2 separate regions of the Rattus norvegicus genome follow, and region 2 is linked to region 1. Evidence: chromatin contacts called from public Hi-C data. All regions are on one chromosome and are shown on one strand. The core of a region is the stretch at or near the end of the contact, and the rest is flanking DNA. Distances in the headings are between cores, read along the strand shown. Region 1 has its middle 210 kb from the start of Celf2. Region 2 overlaps Celf2 (CUGBP, Elav-like family member 2).

What was found. A called contact is a pair of places that touch in the nucleus more often than the background predicts.
Region 2: a contact with region 1 is called in a Hi-C map of Schwann cells, with 4 times the contacts expected there. The contact joins two enhancer-like sites. A contact is called at or near these places in 1 of 12 Hi-C or Micro-C datasets (Schwann cells) and 1 of 1 datasets of contacts at active chromatin or transcription factors (oligodendrocytes).

The regions. Positions count from the first base shown.
Region 1 is chr17:76,110,044-76,113,794 of GRCr8, forward strand. It overlaps a transcript of Celf2 not described here. Among named protein-coding and RNA genes, the nearest start is that of Celf2, 210 kb to the right of the region's middle. Within about 2 kb of position 2,123, at least 12 of the 93 cell types and tissues checked have an H3K27ac peak or open chromatin away from gene starts, as enhancers often do. A contact at or near this core is called in Schwann cells, where this site is marked.
Region 2 is chr17:76,330,619-76,334,410 of GRCr8, forward strand. The region is part of intron 1 of Celf2 (CUGBP, Elav-like family member 2); the gene reads left to right. Among named protein-coding and RNA genes, the nearest start is that of Celf2, 13 kb to the left of the region's middle. Within about 2 kb of position 1,428, at least 63 of the 93 cell types and tissues checked have an H3K27ac peak or open chromatin away from gene starts, as enhancers often do. A contact at or near this core is called in Schwann cells, where this site is marked.

The sequences.
Region 1 (3,751 bases), core at 873-3,372:
CACACCTCTGGTTTTTCTTTTCTCCAAATTTCTGCGGTTTTACTTCTGTTTGCACTGTGTGATAGCTAATTCTGCTTTCAAAAAGAACTGAGGTCAGGTTTTGCACCCACAAAGCTTGACCCTATGGAATGTACTTCCTCCAGCAAGACTCCACCTCCTAAAGGTTGCAGATCCTCCCCAAACAACACTACCAGCCGGAGACCAAGCATGTAAAAACAACGAGAACCTATGAGGAACATCTGCACTTCAGCCACAATATTATTGTGGGCAGCTGGCCATTGTAACACTCTAAGCTCTGTGGTTCAGAGCAAGAGGTAGCCTGATGCTCTTGTCAGGGAGCAGAGGAACAAACTGAGCTTCCTTGGCTCTACTGGCAAACCGCTAGCTTCTTCCTCCTGGCTTGATCTGTGAATTAACCATATTCACAGAAAAGATTTGTTTAAAATCACATTGCTCTTTCTATAAATAGTCCACTCCAATTACATTTATGATGCTAACACGTCCTCACCAGTCTTCCTGACTGTCAGTAGAAGATGCCCTTTGCTTGTGAAGAAACAGCTGCCTGGAGTCAGACTCACCTGTGCTGTGCATTAACCATGAGAATCCTTTACACTCGCTTTCATCATTTGAAAAGCAGAAGTCAAATAGAGCCTGCCCCATAGACTTAGTAAGCCCTGGTTCAATACAGCTGCTAGACATATCTATACACTGTATCCTAGACCCACTCACTAGACAAATCTATACACTGTATCCTAGACCCATTCACTAGGCATATCTATACATTGTGTCTTAGACCCATTCACTAGACAATGTATCCTAGACCCATTCACTGGTCATATCTATACACTGTATCTTAGACCCATTCACTGGTCGTATCTATACACTGTGTCCTAGACCCATTCACTGGTCATATCTATACACTGTATCCTAGACCCCTTCACTAGACAAATCTATACACTGTGTCCTAGACCCATTCACTAGGCATATCTATACACTGTATCCTAGACCCATTCACTAGACAAATCTATACACTGTGTCCTACACCCATTCACTAGGCATATCTATACACTGTGTCCTAGACCCATTCACTAGTCATAACTATACACTGTGTCCTAGACCCATTCACTGGTCATATCTATACACTGTATCCTAGACCCATTCACTAGACATATCTGTACATTGTATTCTTGCCAGTGCTCTTTGCAGAGCATAAAACATAGCAATGCTATCTGTGGATTGGTTGTTGTACTTCACAGCAATAAGTGAAGGGCTTGAAAAATGCATAGCCATGTGGCATAGTAATTTTATGACGATTAATCTAATTTTCTGTTTTGAAGGCAAGAGCTACATTTTTGTATGAAGTTGCTTTTTGTTCAGTAACTCGGTTTCATTTTACTATACAAAGTATTGATCTGAAACATATTGGAATTTTCAGAAAGCGAAGGAGAAGGAAAAAGTCACCCTTTGTCACAGTGGGATGCCCGGCCTTGCTTGAGAGACAAACTTGATAATGTTTCATAAGCTAAAGTGTCCTTCGGTTTCTAAATAAATACTCCATAACGCAATCTCTATAGTGTGTTTTCTGTAGTTACTACCTTAAGGGAGATGAACAGGAAGCTGTTTAGATCTCTCGCTCTGGCTGGACCCACTGCACATTTTACACATTGGCACTCCCCTCTGTGACTTGCCTCCCCCTCAATGATCCCAGAGCAATAATCCAGGCGAGGCAGTTCACGAGTAGAATTTGGCATTGTGTCATTGATGGGCAACTTGGCAAGTGTGTTTGGCTTTGCTCTGAGACTCAGATTTCCCTCTTCAAACTGGCAAGGAGTTAAGTCTTTAAGCACACCACCCAGAAGAACAAAATGCAAAGCAAAAGAAAAGATAAAGATTGGGAAATCAATATTCAGGCATTCCTCCCTGGCCCACAACATGGAGACCAAACAATACGTCTCTCTTTCGAGTGTCTCTTTTGTGCCTGTCGCTGTAAACCACCAGTGTTAACAAAGACAGGCTGGGAATCGGAAGAACTCGACCTGAACATTGCATCTGCCCTGGCAGCTCAGGAGTTAACTAAAGCTCTGATATTTTTTTGCCTCCTGGATGGACTGAATTTGGCCTGTGATTCCTCTGAATGGCATGTGAAGCAGCCGGCTGGGTGTGAGTCCCCTTCATCTCCCTTCTTCCTCACTTGTCAAATATGTCTGGCAGAGACCCAACTTCCCCCTCCTGACTCCACTCCACTTTGCTCTCCTGTGCAGCTGAACAAGATTCCAAATGAGAAACAGCATTCTTTCCCAAGCTCTAAAGAAGGGCCTGAGTCCAGTGAAAACTTACCAATAAATATGTGGACCCTGAATTATATTGTGCAGTGGTCCTTCTGCTATTCTTAGCAGGTTTCAAAGCTGTTTGTTTAGTCTGTTTAGAGATCCTTCAGGGTTTTGGCTTTTCTTTCTTTCTTTCTTTTTTTTTTTTTTAAGTTTATAGTGTCCTGGAACAGTGATTCCTCTGTCATTGACAAAGCACCAAAACACGTATCTTTGTTCCTAGGTTTTTCATAGTACCAGAGGTTGCAAATAGAGCACAAAAGCACTTGGAATTCCATTAAAGTTGCATTCCTTTATCTAAAAGAAGGGGGGGGGGGATGCTTTCTTGGGAAGTTTTGTCCATAGACACGGTTAAGTGAGGCTATCTACAACTTGCATTCCGTGTAACTGAAGATTAATGGTTAACCCTTTCCTGTGCTGCCCGCTGAGAGCAGAAGTTTGCAGCAAAATGAAGAAAATACAGCAGCCTTGTTAACTGACTGTGGTTGATTGGTTGGTTGGTTGGTTGGTTGTAAGTTTGTTTGTTTTTAAATTACTGTATTTCAATGCCTCATCAATAGCATCAGAAGCACCATTACAGATCCAGATAAATAAGCTAACCTTAACAGTGATGCTACTTGAAAGTTAGATTGTTAATAGGCAGTGATAGTGGATGCCTTTAATCCCAGCACTTGGGAGAAAGAGGCAGGTGGTACTCAGTGACTTCAAGGTCAGGGCCACACAAAAAAAACCCTCTCTTAGGGAAAAGAATGAAGGAAGGCAGAAAATTAGCCTGTTGTATGATTGCCAGATCCCAGAAATGAAAACACAGGGCCCACAATTGAAATTGAAATTTCCAAATTAATGAATTAATTAGTTAATTAATTAATTAAACAAACATTTTTTAGTATCTGTCTTATATAGTATTTAGGTACATAGTTATACTAAAGTATGACTCATTGTTTCTCTGAAATACAGCACAAGCCAAGCATACTGTATTCTATCCGGTGACCCTGGTCCATCCCGTGTTCTCAGCTGTGAGCCATTTAAAGCATGTAGAGCTTCTGCAAACTTTCCAGGGTCAAGGAAAAGCACACAAGTTTCTTAGCTCCTTCCATCTGTCAACTTAAAACCCTTCACACATCCTCAAGCCCAGAAAGCCTTCTCTTCCAGGAGCAGAACACATTTCCAGTTAGTCATTCCACACCCGTCAGAGAAGGCACTCAGCCATTTGAGGAGAAGGTGAGATCTGGCAGCTATGAAGACAGGAAGACCGGGACACACAGACCTGCCCAGAGTCTTTGTCGGAAGTAGCACAATGGGAAAGGAGTGGGAGAGAAGCAAGCTTTTCTAAAACCAAAACAAGAAAACTTTTAAGAAACTCAGATTCCTAGGAAGAAACTATATTTTGTCAGAAATGGAAAAGGAACGATTAAAAAAAAAAA
Region 2 (3,792 bases), core at 178-2,677, 220 kb after region 1:
AGCTGGCAATTGGCTTGGTAAGGAGGAAAAACAGCTTAGAATTAGGAGAAAAGGCCTGGGTATGATTTTGATCTAATAATTCATTTTTGATGCAATTGTCTGTCAAGTGATTATAAACTGGGACCCGGCTCCTCCAGAAAGGCAATATTTAAAAATGAAAGTTAATCAACTCTTCTATCTTAACTACCCTGCAGTTAGGAGGCTAAAAGCCAGTTGAAGGAGGAAATTCTACTTAATTAAATTTGTTTGTGTGGATTTAACTGAATAGCACAGGCCTGTTACTCCATATTGCTCACTGCCCTATCTGGGTTTAAAATTGACACCTAACTATTTTCTTATAATCTCCAAGGGCAGTTCCCACTGTCACACAGAGATTGGTGAGGAAAATGTGAATCTTTTCTTTACCGCCTGATAAATTTAACTATCGTTTACTTAGCTATTTAACCATCTAGCTACCATAATCTGGGCATGCTGTCATTTGTGAGGTTAAAGAAAAAAAAAAAGCTCCTTAGTAAAATATTCTGTTAGAATAACAACAGAAGAGAATAGACATACAAATTTTCAAAGAAAACCATAAAATGTATATACGTCCTATGTAAGTATGAGTATGTGTATATATGCCTCTGTGTACACATTAAGTGTATAGATATGTATTGCCTCAGAGTTCAAAACATGTCATTTGAATATAGAATAAAAAATGATTTTACCACAAAAAGTAAACTATAAAGTTTACTTATGATGTTGACTTACAACAGAAAATGAAACATACTTGCGACTACACTGAAGAGTTTGCTGTCACCCAAATAGCCAAACCATGAGGACAATAAGCCGCGTTATCAACTACTTTCCTTGAAAACTTTTGTTGAGCATCTGCTCACTTTCCTCTCAATTCCTCTCAGTACCCCTTCCCACAAATCTTCACTGTGACCCGAAGTGACAGGATTGGCTTTTACTGTTCGGGTTAAATAATAGGAAATGACAATTTTGCGCTCCGCTCTTTATTTATTTATTTTGGAAGCAATGGGATTTGTGACAGTTTCTCATTTTAAGGCCCGTTTCTTCTTCGGTGTTGAAGTAGACACCGAAGGCAGCACCGTTGTCCTCCCGTGTGTCACTCGGGCCACTGCGCCCAAAGACAGTTACTTCCTCTCTAGCAGATAGAGAGCAGCACCCCACGGCCAGCCCCACCCCGGGGGGGAGACACGGAGGTCGCGCGCGATGCGGGTCCCCAGCGGCTTCGCTCTCCCGGTGGCCGTGGGAACGGGGCGGCGAGAGGGTCGGGGCGACCGTCGCAGTTCGGCGCGCCGGGCTCGTGGGGCCGTGCGCAGAGGCCGGGGCGAGCCGGGCCGGCGGGCCCGCAGGGGTTAAGCGTGGAGCGGCCGCCCCGGGAGCTCCGCCCCCGCCCGCCGCACCTGGCGCTCGGCAGCCAGGCCGCCCCGGCGCCGGCTCGCGGAGGGGATTGGTGGAGCGCGCGAGGGAGAGAATGTGACAAGTGCCCGCTTCGGCGGCCGCCCGGGGAGGCCGCGCGCACCTGTCCCTGCCTGTCTCGCGCCGCCCGCGGCCGCTCGGACGCGCGCACAGCCCCCCGCCGCCGCCGCTGCCGCCGCCGCCGCCGCCTCCGCCACCGCCGCCGCTGCGTGCGCCGAGAACATGACTTCTGCCTTCAAGCTGGATTTCCTCCCGGACATGATGGTCGAGGGCCGCCTGCTCGTTGCTGACAGAATGTGAGTGGCCGAGGGCTCGAGGGGCAGCGCGGCCGAGAGTGGGGCGTCGTCTCCACAGAGGCAGCGGCCGCCTCCCCTCCGCGTCTTCTCTTCAGAGGACGCGGCTGGGACGGCGCAGGGCCGAGCGGGCTAGCGGGCGAGCGGGCGAGCTCGGTGAGCGGCCAGCCTTCCCTGGGCGCGCCAGCGCGGGGCTGGCGGGAGAGGACCCGTGAGGGGTCGCGCGGCGTCCCGTGGTCCCGGGCTGGGCGCGGCGTCCTGCGGGCGGACCGGCCGGCGGGGCGCGGGGCGCCGGGTCCGGGGCGGGGCGGGCGCGTGCTGTTTGCACGCTCGTGCCTTTAGAAATGCGGGGTGGCCGGGCGGAACAGCCTTGGCTTTCGCACTCATTTCTGAGATGGGAGAGAGGAGGACGAGCGAGAGAAAGAGAGAGAGAGAGAGAGAGAGAGAGAGAGAGAGAGAGAGAGAGAGAGAGAGAGGGTAATTACACGCCCTTAAAACTAGCCAGGTGTACTCTCGTGCGGAAATTAGAGGTAATTTTTACGTAATCGGGATGGTTTTGTCTGATAGGTAGTCTGTGATTTAATAATTAATGTGATTCTGGTGGTTTTACGTGTCGCCAAACTAGGATCGAGCGGTTATTGGGACAAGTGGAGGGCTGGAATCCGCGAGGAGAGGAAACTATGTGTAATTTTTCTTTCTTTCTTTTTTTTTCTTTCTTTCTTTTTTAAAAAAAATCTGGCTGCTCTGTCTTGGTAGGGAAGTTTCTCTCTTTAGCTCGGAGATCTCAGTGGGATCCACTTGTATTTCAGGCATGTTATGTAAAGAAACCCTAGATAGAAAAAGGATTGCCAGAACAAGATGGGGAAGACTGTGTCCTCCTGAGACACGGGATGTATATAATTCTCTCGTCAAGTGAGGCATTCCATAATGTATCGGATTTAGTGGGGGAGGGTGCTGCCCCTGGTTAAGTGATGTACAAATTTTTCCTGCTGTCTGCGCTGTAAGACTTAACATCCATGTGCTTTCTGGCACCCTATGCTACTCTTCCAAATATTCGGGCCACTACAGGCTTTATGATCCATTTCCCTGGCTTTCGCCTGTAATACTCGATTCTTTTTTTCTGGTATGTTAAGTATTATGAGTTGAGAATCTTGAAAAACTCCACGGTGGCCAATTATTGACGCCCTAGAATTAAAAAAAAAATCAAGTGGGAGATAAGGACGACAGAATCTGTTAAAATATGTATTGTCTTTTCAGTCGATGTTAACTTGAGTGGACACAGTCAGGTCCACTGTCTCAGAGTTAATCAGATAACAAATTAAAATATCGAATTCCCTTTTGGCACTTTTCTCTGAAAAATTAATCTTTGTTAGTAATATTCTCGGGATGGTTTAAAGAGATCTCTTTCCCGTTGTCCTCTTAAAAAATCCAAATCTCTCTCTCTCTCTCTCTCTCTCTCTCTCTCTCTCTCTCTCTGCACGAGTTACTTTGCAAGTCTTCCCGTTTTTCTCTGGTTTTGTCTGATAGGTAGTCTGTGATGTGCTAGACTGTCAGGGGTGAATCAGGGCGTGGGACTAATGATTTTGAATTTATGGTCACCTGCTACATAAGTGACATAATATATCTAACTAGTGCATGCTCTATGAATTTAAAGCATTAATGGCCTCTGAAAGATGTAGTCTCTTGTCAATTAAATTATGGATTATGAAAATTTAATTCCTCCTTTTCATTTGGTAGATGAATGTGGCTTGTGTCAGACTCTTAGCTCTGACAAGAGCCTTTGTATCTCAGTCATAGAGTTTTGGATGGGTTTTTTTGTTATTAAATATGAATCTTAATATGACTTCTACTCCACTTTCCTCCCAAAAGTCCATGATTTCCAAACGATAGCCTTTGGCGTCAATCCCAGATTGTTTTCAGCACTTGTCAGCTATTGCTTCAATGAACTAAGAAAAAGCAAATTCGAAAATGAGGCCGTTCTCGTTTGTTTCCAAGATAACCGTTGTGCATCCCCACAGACCTGAGAACACCGAGACATATTTTCCACAAGAGTGTGTGATTAAGTCATGTT